Regions from separate parts of the Sus scrofa genome. Here region 2 is linked to region 1. The links are chromatin contacts, called in public Hi-C maps. All regions are on one chromosome and are shown on one strand. Each heading gives the region's core, a stretch centred on a gene start, on an enhancer-like site or on the middle of the called end of the contact. The rest is flanking DNA. Distances are from core to core; before and after follow the strand shown.

What was found. Hi-C and Micro-C count contacts between places; a contact is called where the count stands out from the background.
Region 2: a contact with region 1 is called in a Hi-C map of embryonic fibroblasts, with 2.6 times the contacts expected there. The contact joins two enhancer-like sites. A contact is called at or near these places in 1 of 5 promoter capture datasets (liver), 22 of 47 Hi-C or Micro-C datasets (adipose tissue, alveolar macrophages, embryonic fibroblasts and 12 more) and 1 of 2 datasets of contacts at active chromatin or transcription factors (skeletal muscle).

Annotation. Positions count from the first base shown.
Region 1 is chr18:42,983,106-42,990,408 of Sscrofa11.1, forward strand. It overlaps SCRN1 (secernin-1), which reads left to right. Exons shown (of 8, transcript XM_021078608.1): 8 at 733-4,821. The coding sequence ends at 891. Among named protein-coding and RNA genes, the nearest start is that of WIPF3, 38 kb to the right of the region's middle. Within about 2 kb of position 4,421, at least 24 of the 83 cell types and tissues checked have an H3K27ac peak or open chromatin away from gene starts, as enhancers often do. A contact at or near this core is called in embryonic fibroblasts, where this site is marked.
Region 2 is chr18:43,122,408-43,129,858 of Sscrofa11.1, forward strand. No RefSeq gene overlaps it. Among named protein-coding and RNA genes, the nearest start is that of PRR15, 59 kb to the right of the region's middle. Within about 2 kb of position 1,839, at least 7 of the 83 cell types and tissues checked have an H3K27ac peak or open chromatin away from gene starts, as enhancers often do. A contact at or near this core is called in embryonic fibroblasts, where this site is marked.

The DNA of each region.
Region 1 (7,303 bases), core at 3,171-5,670:
AGAGTTCTCACAGTGGTGCAGTGAGTTAAGAATCTGCTTGCAGTGACTCAGGTTGCTGCAGAGGTGTGGGTTCGACCCCTGGCTGGGCATAGTAGGTTAAAGCATTCGGCTGCAGCTGTGGCTTGGATTCAGTCTCTGGCCGGGAACTTCCATATGCCAGTAGTGTGGCTATAAAATTTTTTTTCTTTTAAGAAGAGACATTATTGGGAGTGCGTCCTCTGTCCCAGGCCCTGGAGGTTAGAGCTAAGCCCAGTTCTCACTCCTCAGGAGGTCGGGGTCTCATGGGGAACACCGGCAAGTAGACGGACCATCACCAGACAGGAAGTGAGCAACTGTGGCAGAAGGAAAGGCCCTGGACTGTGGGAGCCCAGAGGAAAGGCCTTCGAAGGGGCCTGAAGATGGGTGCAAGCCGCCCACGTGTTTTAGGGGGCGGGGGGGCAGGGTTGCCTGTGCAGTGCCCAGGAGGAGTGCCGGGGGTGGAGGACTGCCACTAATTCGGTCCGGCGAGGAGGAAGGAGATGTGGGGGGGGGCATGGCGAGAGTGAGATGAGCAAGCCTCGCAGGTCACGAAGGGCCATTGGGAGCCCGGGTTTCCAGGCAGAGCAGTGACCTGCCCACATCGCATCGGGCGGCCCCTGTGGCAGTGCCGTGGGAAACCGACTGGATGGGGTGGGCAGGCCCTGGGGGGCTTTCGGCAGCCATGGCAATGGCGCTGTCTCTGTGCGTCCCCAGGAGCGAGGTCAGAAGCTGAGGACGACCATGCTGGACCTGGAGCAGCAAGGCCTGGAGGCCATGGAGGAGCTCCTGAGCAGCTCTGCCCCCCTGGACCCCGCCGAAGTGGCGGACCTCTTCTATGACTGCGTCGACACGGAGATTAAGTTCTTTAAGTGAAGTAAGCATTCGCTGTCTCCTTCTTACCGAAAACTTCCCACCTGACCACACTACCAGCAAGACAAACCACTCTCCCGTCTGAGTAAAACGAGAACCTTCCGATGTGTCCAAGTCACGCTGTTCCCTTGTGTTCTGCCTCGAATCTCAAAGCGCCCCCCTCCTCCTGCAGTGTAGACCCCCCTCCTCTGCGGTGTAACCTGTATCCCATTTGCCTGTTGTGCGAGTGTATGACTACCTGTGGATCTTCAGCTGCTCTTATTGTGTTTCAGTGACAATGGACCCATGAGCCTTTTCATGGGAGACCCAAAGTCCATCAAGCCTTGAGAGACAGGCCAAGTTTGCAGAGAAGGCAAACGCTTTTCAAGTCTTACTCCTTCTCTCAGTAGCGGTTTCTTTCAGGTGAACAAAAAGCATTTCTTTGTCCGGCCCAGGGCTCCCATGTGCCTGCTGGGGGGAGCCCCTGGCCTCCCTCTCACTAGGCGCCTGCCCGTGATGCAAACGTCTCCAGCTGGGTCTGGGACGGAATAAGGGGGGCTCCGCTGCAGGCCCCGGCCACCCTGCTGCCGGGGATCCGAAAGAACCCGGCTTCTGTGCACTGTGCTTGCGTGTGTGGGTGCGCGGACTCCCGGCCGGCTTCCTCCGTGGGAGCGGGGACCCGCCCGCTTTAGAGATGCAGAGGCAGCCGCGCCAGGATGGCCCCGGACCACGGCGTGGCTGCCGCCCGCGGATGTGGCGGTGTCCAGAATTGATCCTGGGCCTGGCCGCCGCCATCTAGTTTAGGATTAATTAAATGGCCCCGGGGCAGAGTTCCACTCCACAAAGCTGCAAATTTCTCCGCTAATGAGGGAGAGAAAAGGAGACGCTCTTGGCTGTTTAGATGGGAGTTAAAGTAGCTGGAATCTGAGCAGCCTCCCCATTATCTTAGCAGAGACTTTAATTAAACTGATTTGTTTCCCACGTCGTGTGCGCGTGAAGGATTTGGGTCACCAGCAGAGCCCAGAAAGGCGTGCGAGGAGGACCAGATGGGCCCAGCCCTGGGAAGACAGAGGGCAGCGAGGGTGCAGATGGATGGAGAAGCATTTCACTCCCGGGTAACAGGCCCACCCCTGCCCTGGCTGCCTGGCCTGTTCCATCCCACAGCGCCTGGGAGGAAGCACCTGGCTTTGCCTGGTCCTTGGCTTTATGCCTCAGGCCCGGCAGGTGTCCCAGGGGCCGCCTTCAGACTGGCAGCTGAAGTGGGCAGGTGGTGGGGGTGGGGGTGGGCTTACCTCCAGCTATTGAGACTCTCCACCACTCTTGACATAGAAAGGGGCGGAGATGACGAGTGTGTGTTAACACGGCAGCTGGTGGTGGGACAGCGGCTTCATTGCTCCAGCCTCCCCTGTACCATAAGGGCCTCATTAACTGCATCGTCAATAGGCATTTGCACATGAAAATACTGTGAGTGCCAGTTGTCTTGGAAGTGACTTAGAGTCAGTGACTCCTTCTCCACAGCAGGTTAGCAAAGGCCACGCGAGCTGGAAGGGACTCAGGCCCCAGGCACAGATGTGGACACTGAGGGTCACAGGTTTCACTGGAACAAATCTTTTTTTCTACTAACTCCCTTGTGAGGGTGTGGGCCTAAGAGCATGGTGAGCTTTCTGCCCAGCAGTTCTGCAGATTCTATATGTAAAGTCACCGACGACGAGCAGGGAGAGGTGGGAGGAATATTTGAGCTGATGGAGTGAACAGCACCCGTTCACAGTGGCTTAGAGTTGCTGCGTTTCGTCCAGGTTTGGCCTGGGCTCTCCCTGCGGATGAACTCAGGTCTCCTCTTAGGTGGGGGCCGTTCTCAGAGCATCTGTGTACAGCTGCTGAGCAGGGAAGGGTGAGGTTTGAGGATGATGTAGGTACCTCAGCCCCTCCGAAGCCCACCTGCCGAAAGCCGCTCTAAAATCTCACCATAGGAGCTCCCTGGTTAAGGATCCAGTATTGTCACTGCTGTGGCTTGGGTCACTGCTGTGGCATGGGTTTGATCCCTGGCCGGGGAATTTCCGCATGATAAACAAAGTAAAAATTTCCACCACGTGGTCTCACCTCTGTGTGTTATGGAAACATTTCATCAGACCTGGCATGTCTGAGATACCCTAGGGGTTTGACCAAAAGAAGTCTAGTGAGAATAAATTACACAGAGGCCTGCTTTCATTATTATGGGCCAAAGAAAGGTCATGGATAACCCAGACAGACTTATGCCCTTACCCAGCCACTGTGCAGCGGGAAAAATGCTGGCTATTTCAGCTGTTAGGGACATTGACCTCAGTCCAGCAACCCAGGGAGAGTGAGAGTTGAGAGCAGTCTAATTGAGAGTTGCCGTGGCGGACGCTGATACATCACAATTGTGGTGCCACTGTTTTACCACTAGAGGGCGTGGCAGCCCTTCCGTGGCACAGCCTGGCAGACGCTCAACAGGGCTGGGATCCTTCCATTAGGCTTGTACACAGGTCTTCTGTGTACAGCTAAAACCCAAATAATCGTGGTGGACCGGTTCTTCGTGCGTTGGGATTTGTGGGTAAAGACAAGAAGAGGGCAAAGAATCTGCTGATGTGGCTGTACTCGCTTCTAGTGACTTAGATTAACAGCTTGAAATACGTAGTTGGATTTTGAGTGCACTGTTGCAGGGGAGATGTTTGTTTCTAAATGCTCCTAACAGACTCTGCTTTTGGAAAATGCTTATCATTACATGGATGCCTTCTTGACCAGGGATTGCTTTTCTGAAGGCAGTATGGGGAAAGTGAATGTTCAGGATGAACAATGAAAATCATGTTTAAAGGTCAGTATGTAAATAGCCTCCTAGCATACCTTGTGTGTATCCATTAAGACTTGGGGGAGGGTCAGGGGCTGTGCATGCCTTGTGCAGAAAGAAGACACGGCCGTGAAGGACAGAGTCTTTTCCGATCCCCCGCGTCCCACACCAAACATAAATAAGGTGGTTAGTTTTGGTTAGTAAGTGGGATTCACCATGGATGAAGGCTCATACCAGGGAGGGGCAGAAGCCCCAGTAAATTAGCAAAGCAGAAGTAGTACCTCTTTCGCTTTCGGAGGCGGTTTGGAATTTTAGGTGTATACTTGAAACTATGGTGATTTAGTGCCCTGTAACCTAAGACAGTGTTATTATTAGAGCCCTTCTGATAAGTGCTCTCCCAGAGCAGGTGTATGCCTATTAGACATTAGCAGTGAAGTTCCTTCACTATTGGGTGAATTATTACATATAAAAATAATTATCAACCAGGCAAACTACTTTGCTGCCTGATGTCATCCCACATGGGTACAGGTGTTACACAGCTCTGCCTGGCCCAGCAGGAAAGCCAGATGGGACCAGTGTGTCTGTTACGAAATCACTAACTGCATACCTGACTGACAGGCAGGCAGGTCATTTCTGGGGAAGGTCTCCAGCTGGGCTCAGCTTTGGGAGGAAGCACACAGAGGAAGGAGGGAAGGGAAGCCACCAAGCTGGCCGGTCCTCTCTGGAGGGGGAGGGGTGGCAGGTCACGTGACCTGCAGGCCATCACTGCCTTGTGCTTCCTTGCTGCCATGGCATTTCATTCCACACGCTCCTAAGTCCCAGATCCCCTCCTACGGTTTGTATCACATGTGCTTCTTCTGATTGAATCCAGATGTCCCGAGACGTCAAGGCTGATTTCTCGTGGGGATGTATCTGTACGTGTTTGCGGTCATGCTGTGAGAAGTTAAATGTGTGAGCTGGAAAATGCTATGGGCAGAGAATAATAAAAAGGAAAGTCTTCCTGTTTTCCTGCAGTGGGAACTGACTGTGTAGTCTTAACAGCCTTTTGTACAAATATCTGCAAACCAGATAACTTCCCCATCCAGCGCTTGTTCTTGGAATTGTGTCTAAATACATCCAGCATACAATAAAAAAAATACTGAAATGAATGCCCTGTGTCCTTGCGTATGAGTAAGTGAATAAGTGTGGGTGTCGGTCACAACATGGGAAATGCATCAAGGGGATGTTATTTTCTGGCTGGAATTTTTGGCAAAGTCAACCAGTTCAGCATTTCCTCCGTTTATCCATTCCGTGGATAAAATCACTCTTTAAAATAAGCACAAAACCGTAAGATACCACTTGACACCCATCAGGATGGTTACTATTTAAAAAAGGAAAATAAATGTTGGTAAGGATATGGAGAAATTGTAACTCTGCGCACTGTTGGCGGGAACATAAAACGGGGCAGCTGATATGGAAACTAGTATGGAGATTCCTCCAAAAAAATTAAAAGTAGAATTAGCATATAATCCAGCAATTTTACTTTTGAGTGGACCCCAGAGAACGGAAGGCAGGGTCTCCAGGAGGTATCTTTCCACCCATGTTCACAGCAGTGTTATTCACGATACCCACAAGGTGGAAGCACCCCAAGTGTCCATCAGGGAATGAATGGATGAACAAAATCCAAGCAATGGACTATGCAGCCTTAAAAAGGATGGCAGTTCTGGCCCATGCTACAACACGGATGTGCCTAGAGGACATTATGCTAAGTGAAATAAGCCACTCTCAACGAGTCAAATATTTGATTCCACTTTTTGGGGGTACCAAGAGCAGTCAATCTCAGAGAGCCGGAAAAGAGAATGGTGGCTGCCAGGGACTGGGGGAAAAGGGGAAGGAAGAGTTCCTGTTGAAGGGGTACAGAGTTTAAGGTTTGCAAGCTGCTAAGAGAGTTCTGGAGACTGGCCATATAACACCGTGAATGTACTTCTCATGACTGTGCCCTTGAACGTGGTCAAGATGGTAAGTTGTTTGTGTTTTTTTGGCTGCACCCATGGCACACAAAAATTCCTGGGCCAGAGATCGAACCAGAGCCACAGCGGGACAACACTGGATCCTTAAACGGCTGAGCCATCAAAGAGCTCTGGTAAGTTTGTTGTGTGTATTTTACCAAATTTAGAACAGTCATCAGAATGGCTGTTGTCATCTATAACAAACCTCTTTATTTTAAAGCCACAGCAGCGCCACTGGAGGAAAGGATGCCACTTCAGGAAAAAACCCAGCTCTCTCCCCTCTGTGACCTAGAAACGCCAGACTGCTTCCATGATTTTGTCTCCACGTGACAGGTAAATGCAACTAAATGTCTTGTTCGTGAAAACAGGACTTAACCACTGGCAACGTGTGACCTCTGTCAAGGTCAGAGTGGATGTCAGCCCTGTTTACACGCCAAGGAGCTGCTGACTCTTTAATCTTTTATTCTCAGCTCTTTTTTTTTCATAAACTGCAAGACTCCAAAGTTACCGAGAATGTATGAGTTGGCTAGGGCTGCCCTAACAAAGGCCTGCAAACTGGGTGGCCTCAACAACAAATGGATTCTCTCTCACAGTTTTGGAGGCTAAAGTCCAAGATCAAGGTGCTGGCAGGGCTGGCTCCCTCTGAGGGCTGTTTCGTGCCTCTCACCTGGCTTCCGGTGGTTACTGGCCATCCCCGTATCTCTTGGCTTGGAGAAGCATCGCGCTGGTCTCTCTCTTCCTCTTTGTATACGACCCTCCCTGTGTGTCTGTGTCCACATTTCCCCATTTTACCAGTCACACTGGACTTGGCAGGACCTCAGCTGACACCTGCAACAACTCTCTCCCCCTATAAGGTCACTTTCTGAGGTGTGGGGTTAGGACTTCAACACATGAACTTTTGGAGGATGCAATTCGATTCATAACAGAACAGGTTCACGAAGGATGCCAAAGCCTCCTGGGGGAAGGTCTCAGCATTTGGAACTTGCTTCTGGAGTCCACAGCCCTTTCTCTCCATTAAGCTTTCCCCACTCCCCTTAGGCCCCACCTGTCCCACCTGAAACTCAGGGGGGCCTAGAACTATGGCCACTTCACCCACCTTCACAGTCAATGGCTTTCAAGTTCATGATCCACTTTGTCACTTATCTTGGGCCATTGCTTTTCTCCTCCACTCAGTTGGGCCCTTTGGGTCATGAAAGAACTTATCTGTGCTTCCATTAATATGACAGCCAATAAGGCAAATCAGGTCCTTAACTAACTCAGATGCAAAGTGTGTAGCAGCTAACTTTGAAATCAGTTTCTAGATGATATTTATTTCAGGAGCATCTATGAATTTTAATTACTGCTCTCTCCTTGTTATCCAACAGCAGAGCTGGTGATCTGGGTAGTTCATCTGAATGGAACTCCTGGGATGCCGCCAGTGAGAGCCCTGTGTGTGACTCTGTGTGTAATTAGCAAACTGCTTGTCTGAGAGAGAGAGAGAAAGAGAGAGTGTGTGTATGTGTATGTGTCTGTGTGTGCAGGCACACATGCATGCTGATACCTGGGTCTGTTGTGACCCAAGGGTTAAGGGCTTGCCCAGGTGTTACATTATTCTATCTTCACAACTATATGCTTACATACGTATTTATGCTCCCATTTTACA
Region 2 (7,451 bases), core at 589-3,088, 140 kb after region 1:
TCTCCACGCTGATCCCCAGCCCCAGACGAGCACTCATCTGCTTTCTGTCAGAATAGATTTACCTTTAGTAGAACTTCATGTAAATGGAATCAAACGGCATGGAGGCTTTTGTGTTTGACTTCGTTCACCTAAAATAATATTTCTGAACCTCATTCATGTGGTCGGATATATTACTTCATTCCTTTTTTCTTGCTCATCCATAATATGGATCTCTCACAATTTGTTTATCCACTTGCTGACAGAAATAGATGCTGTGATGCTGTTTCCAGTTTCTGGCAAGAATAAAGAACGCTGCTACATACCAGTCCTTGTGTGGCATAGATGGTATTGAATCACTACCTCAGAGCAGGATTGCTGGGTGGTATGGTAAGGGTAAAAAGTGTTTCAACTTTAAAACAAACCATCAAGCAGTGTCCAAAGTGGCCAGACCATTTTGCAATGTCTGAGAGCCCTATGTCCTCGCAGCAATAGGCATCCCCCCTGATCTCTGTACGTGTCTTGGGTCTTGTTGTGAACAAGCCCTGATTTATAAACCATACTTTGCGCCAGTGCTATTCTAAGCCTTTCACAGGACACTGTCCATGATCCCAAGCAGAATCTGAAACATCGTCACCAACCAGAACCACAGGACCTCGTGCAAAACTCTCCTTGGATTAAGAAAATGAAAATTATGCAAGTCTTACATAATCAGTGGGTCAGCAGGTATGAAGTCCTCTCTAAAGGGTTGATTCAAAGGAAATAAATAATTATGAGAGGAATTACTGGGCTTTGGGGTTAAGAACCTGCTGGACATTGAGATACCTGATTTATCACCCTCATCACAACACACTTTCTAAAATAATTCAGGAAATCAGTTGCAAATTGCAACTGCCCTGTGGATTAAATGCATTAGTTTGCTGCTGCATTCTAGAAGTTTTATTAACCGAGGTGTCTAAGTGGCTCCTGATCAGGATGGTAGGGAGCTCCCTGGTGGCCTTGTGGTTAAGGATTTGTTGTCACTTCTGTGGCTTGAGTTGGATCCCAAGGGCGGCAACTTCCGCATGCCTTGGGGATGGCCCAAAGGATGGTAAAAGGTTTCCCTGACTCCTTAAGCCCCAGAGATGTGGGGCCTTCATAGTTGAGCCATCATCGGCTACCTCCTTATCACAGGGACCACTTCACCCCAGGCCAACCCCTCTCTCCTCTTCTATTCAAGGGCTGCAATTAGAAATAGTACTTTATTCTATTTCAAAGTAGCTTATGTTTCTGATTATAAAAAATAAAACATAACATGAAAGTGAAAAAAAAAACACAGAAAGCCTGAAGAAAAAAGCTCAAGTGAATCAAAGCACCATCTCTCAGAGATGAAAGATGCTAAATTCATGAATATTCTTCCATATTGTTTTCTGTGCCTATACAGACACACACTCTTTATGCACAATTTATGTAACACTATTTTCATGAATTGCAGCACACTCAAGCTGAATTTAACTTATTTCCTTTTATTCAAGGTATTTGTAGACTTCTTTCCAACTTAAAATTGTATATCCCATCATCATTTGTAATGATTACATAGTGTCCTAGTTAACAAGTTTAGTTAACTTGTTTTCCATTGATGGATATTTTTAACAATTAGACAGAGTCAGAGCAGTGCAGATGGACATGCTGTGAGCTTATTTATAGGGAGGCTCTCTATCCGCTTCTAGTCTATTTTCTTATAGTACAAATAAGAGAACACTTGGTATGTAGGTGATAAGCTCTCCGAACATAGGCACCAACACTCTTGGAGACACACCAGGCTGTGTAAAGGCTTGTCTGACATCATCAACCGTAAGCTCCTGGCAAGCCTTTAAGAAACAGGATTCAAGCTGCCAGAGGGAAGGGAGCCCTCATTCCTTTGAGAAGCTGAATTTCCAGGCAGCTAGGCACAGGGAGTCGCTGATTAGACAACTCTGCCTGGCTCTCTCCACAGGCTCGTTGTCCTGAAGACTCAGAGGAAGATCCTGTCTAATAGAGATCTGCTTCTGGTAAAAATGTTAAACTACCAAAGGATCACTCCCGGGGCTAGAGGGCCGAGCTTGCCTTGCTACTTCCCTTGTGGTCTGGAGTGACCTTCCATCAAATTTGTGGTCTGTCTCATCTTGACTCAGCCTAGCTTGCAAATTCCATCTTGCAAAATCCTCCTTTGCATGTTGGAAGCTTATCTTTAATTCTTACTCTCCCATTGCATTTTTGCTGTTATAATCTTAACACTCCCGCAGTCCCTGCCTGCGATGCCCAACTAGGGAGAAGGTGGCATAAGACAGAAGCGCATCAAGGAAGGTACACTGACATTTTCCAAAATAAGTTTCTTTTGGCATCCTTCAAAGAATAAATTTGTAAGATGTTTTAAAGTAATTGCTGTTGTTATAAAGCATTTAAGTAACATAGCGTTCCTAAAAACTAACCCCTAATATAAAGTTCCAATTTCACTCTGCTTGAAAAATCATCATGGCTTCCCAAAGCTTGCAGTGTAAAGACCTTATCCTGTATGATAAAAAGACAATTTATATTCTGACCAGCCACCTCTCTTCCCTCATTTTCCACCTTATCACGGACACTAGAGAAAAATATAACCGTAACAAACTTCTCAAAATATCCCTCCAATGGCTCAGGATATTTTATCACTTTGTGATGCAACTCAAATGTCTGTCTTTACCTAGAGTAGGGCGTCTCAACCCTGACTGTCCATTAGCACCATCTGGAGCACATCTAAACAATTTATGCTTATTTATATTTTAAATTTTAAAATGTTACATACCGGAGTTCCCGTCATGGCGCAGTGGTTAACGAATCCGACTAGGAACCATGAGGTTGCGGGTTCGGTCCCTGCCCTTGCTCAGTGGGTTAACGATCCGGCGTTGCCGTGAGCTGTGGTGTAGGTTGCAGACGCGCTCGGATCCCGCGTTGCTGTGGCTCTGGTGTAGGCCGGTGGCTACAGCTCCGATTGGACCCCTAGCCTGGGAATGTCCCTATATGCCACGGGAGCGGCCCGAGAAATAGCAACAACAACAACAACAACAACAACAAAAGACAAAAAAAAAAGACAAAAAAAAAAATAAAAAAATAAAATAAAATAAAATGTTACATACCAAGTACATTTACCAAAACTAGGAAATCGACATTAGCACATTAGTAAGTAAGCTATAGACTTCATTTGGATGTCATCAGTTTTTCCGCTAATGTCTTCTGCCTGTTCAAAGGGCCAAACTAGGAAATCATATTGTATTTACTTGACATGTCTCCTTGGTTTCCTCCAATCTGTGGGAGTTTCTGTCTTTCTTTGTTTTTCAGGATCTTTACACTAATCAGGTATTGGGTAGGATGTGCCTCTCGTTGGTCTGATGTTTTCTCATGACTGAATTGGGGTTGTGGGTTTGGGGAGTAGAAAACCACAGAGGCTATGTGCCCTTCTGTTGCTTCATATCAGGGGACACGTAATAGCAGCAGGACTTTTTCCAGTGAAGTTATCACCTTCGATCACTTGGTCAGGTGGTGTCTGCCAGGTTTCCCTACTGGAAAGTTACTGTTTATCTCCATTCATGTGGTTGAATTGGAACAAACAGTCGGCCGGCTATTTCTCCAGCAAACAAGGTTTTTGGGGGATCAGCAGAGCGTAGCATTTGGGGCCTGCAAGTTCCTACCTGCCAATGGAAGGAGAATGCCTTTATAGGGAGGAAAAGGAAGTTGGGGTAGTAAACAGAGGCCTTGGCTTTTCACTGGCACAGTTCTTGCCAGAAAGAAAAGGTCTTTCTTCTTCCTCGGTCTTGCTGGACATGAGAGCTCCCCCTTCTGGTCTCCCAAATGTATTTTAACTCAAGTTTCTCTTCATTAATTTTCTTCACAGTATCTTAATTAGCAAGTCACTAAATCCAGCCCACACTCAAAGGGAAGGGAATTAAGCCTCACCTTTTCGAGAGAGAAGCATGTTTTTAAAAATGTAAGCTTAAGTCAAATACATATTTTGAAGGAGACACTTTAGGGCTATGCAAAATCCTATTTTTCCTTAAAGTTTTGCCGCCTGATTTTATACTTATCTAGGAATCTTGCTAACCAGCAGTTCTTACTGCGGTGTGCTACAGAGGATTTTCCATTTCCTTTATTTCTCCTGCATTTATTAATGGGAAATTTTTCTGTAAGGAAGGTTCTACCCCTCCCCCATTTATTTAATTATTTAATTGTTATTTAAGTGTGAGCTCCTGGGTATTTATTTTATGCTTTAGGTTATAATCCAATACTACCCTTATTTATTCTGTTGTTCAAGTTATTCCAGCTTTGGCCATTGAGAGCTCTTTCAGGCTCACCCCTATGTCCCTTGTGGCATGCTCTCCCCACCCCCACTGCATCTTTCTTTTAAACACTTCCTTATTTCCTGATACTCCAAAGATGTTCCAAGTTTGTCTTATATTTTCCCTGCTTCAGGCCTGAGAATATGCCATTTTGGCAGAGAGCCCTGTTTCCTTTCATTGGAGACTGGTGTCTAGAAACTAAGACCTGGTGTTGAGTGTGTTTGTAATTACTGGGGTGTCATTGCATCTCAGCCCTCTCAGTGAACAGAACTAGGAAATAGATGCATACTAACCCAGAAGTACATGCATATTTATATTTATTTCTTCATGTATAAATATTAAAATAAAATGAATTCATACTAGTATCTTTAACTCTAAGCCAGTACCACAGGCTTCATTCTGACTTTTCTTGGGAATATTTTTAAATGTCCTTATCTGGGCCTCAACTCAGGCCAACTAAATCAGAAACTCTGAAGGTATTAAAAAAACAAAAACCAAACCAAACCAAAACAAAAAAACCCCACTCCTCAGGTGGTTTGAATGGTTCAGCCAGGCTTCTGAACTGCTGCCTAGGTGGCCCTTCCCATTTGTCCTTTTGATAAGGGTTGTTCAACGCCCTAGGTCTCCATTCAATCTTCCAGTGTCCCCCGACCATTATTTCCTTCCTCCCCTAAACACCCACCATTGGTATTTTTATTCTTTATTTTTTGCTACTTTAGGGCTGGACCTGAGGCATATGGAGGTTCCCAGGCGAGGGGTCAAATTGGAGCTGTAGCCACTGGCCTACACCACAGCCACAGCAACAAGGGATCCGAGCCACGTCTGCCACCTAGACCACAGCTCATGGCAACGCCGGATCCTTAACCCACGGAGCCAGGCCAGGGACCAAACCTCCATCCTCATGGATCCTGGTCAGGTTTGTTCATCGCTGAGCCACAAAGGGAACTCCCCCACCACTGTTTGGCTCCAGTACGTGGTATAGACGTAACACCATGGCTGTATTTATCTCCTTTAGAGGTTGGTCTTATTCAACAGACAGTGAGCCCTTGAGGGCAGCTGATTGTACCATTATCTGTTCCGCTCCATGGTTATCAGACCAGGAGAACGAATAGGGTGCCACCAGTCCTAGAAAGGAAATCTTCACTAGTGACAGCCTGTGACCAGGATGGCCTCACCCCCGACCCTTCTTAGAGACCACATAGATTTAGGGAGAAGGGCTGGAGGATCTAGTGATTCTGCTGCAGAGGGGAAGGAGTGCAGCTCAAACCAGGGATGGGATTGACGCTATTGTAAGAGTAAGGTACACCCTCTTAATTGTCTGCCTGGACCCGTGGGCCCTGGGAAACTCAGGTTACAGAAGTAAAAACTCTGCACATTCCTGAAGATCAGAAACCATGGGGAAACAGAGTTGTTACATTAAGAAAAAAGAGTGAAATGTGTACTCTTGTAGTTGTTGATGTTATATAACTTTTTTGATGAGAAATATTCTTTTTAATATTTGTTGGCAGAAGTTTTGGGAGTTCTCTTGTGGCACAGTGGGTTAAACATCCGGCGTCATCACTGCCGCAGCTCAGGTTGCCACTGTAACATGAGTTTGTTCCCTGGCTTGGGAACTTCCCATGCTGAGAATGTAGCCAAAAAAAAAATCTCAATCTCTTCTCCCAGTGTAACAAATACGTAATAAACCCCTCAGAAGTGGCATCAGCAACATTCTGTTTCACCTCTTGGTGTCTAAGGAGGAACTAGTGAGCGGAAAAAAAAATAATTTTTATTTTTTGGCTTTTTAGGGCCACACCCATGGCATGTGGAGGTTCCCAGGCTAGGGGTCGAACTGAAGTTACAGCTGCCAGCCTACATCACAGCCACAGCAACACATGATCTGAGCTGTGTCTGTGACCTACACCACAGCTCACAGCAATGTCAGATCCCCAACCCACTGAGCAAGGCCAGGGATCAAACCTGCATCCTCATGGATACTAGTTGGATTCGTTCCCTCTGCACCACAATGGGAACTCCCAAGAATAATTTTTAAATGAATGATCAGTGTATTAAAGTCATCACTTCAGAAGGATCAATTATCAAGGGAAACATGCTTAAATAGAAAATGAAGATAATGAGACAGTCAAGAGTTCCTGCTGTGGTGCAGTGGGTTAAGGATCTGGTTTTTTGTGGCATAAGTTGCAGCAGCTCAGATTCAATCCCTGGCCTGGAAACTTTCATATACTGAGGTCAAATAAAAAGAGAGAGAGAGTTGACCGTGAGTATTATTCAGGTTCTTGCCAATCTGGGAAAATGAGTAGTGCTACTCAAGGTACTTCTGAATCCACAGGTGCCAGAAGAAATTCAGAAAAGAAATGAGGAAAGATGTGCATACACAGCTCCTTTCTAAAAACAGAGCAACACATAATGGATGACATTTGAAGCATTTTGTTACTGATGACATTAAGACAAAACATTTTAATTGAAATTGACACAGACATCATTCCTCACAACCCAGGCCTACAGGATAAATATTTTTTGACTGACTTGACAAGGAATCTCTCTCAAGACTAGGGTCCATCCTACTGAACAGCACCGGGAGCTGTGTCCAATCTCTTGGGATGGAACGTGATGAGATATGATATGAGAAAAAGAATATATATGTATAACTAGGTCACTTTGCTATACAACAGGAAATGGCACCACATTGTAAGCCAACTATATTTTAATAAAAAAAAAGAAAAAAAAGCCTAGGGCACAATTCTAACGGAAGTGGGGTAGAGTGGAAAACTCTTTGACTTAATAGGGAGAGGAAGTATTTGAAAACTTATAGAGATTGTAAAGGGAAAAATACCATGTAACCCAGAGGAAAGAATAGTTAGTAATGGGTCATCAGGCACAGGTCTAGCATGGGAGATGTTTCTTGATAAAGTGTCTTTCCTTAATTAAACCACTGTCATCAGCTCAGTTCTGAAAGAAAATTGAAAAGCGGCATGCATTGACTTATGAAGACATTCGTAAACAGTTTACAGACACATAACACAGTGGGAAATATCACTTGAATTTTTTTCCACTGGAATTTTTTGTTTGTTTGTTTGTTTGTTTTTTAAGGCCATACCTGCAGCTTATGGAAGTTACCAGGCTAGGGGTCAATCGGAGCTGCAG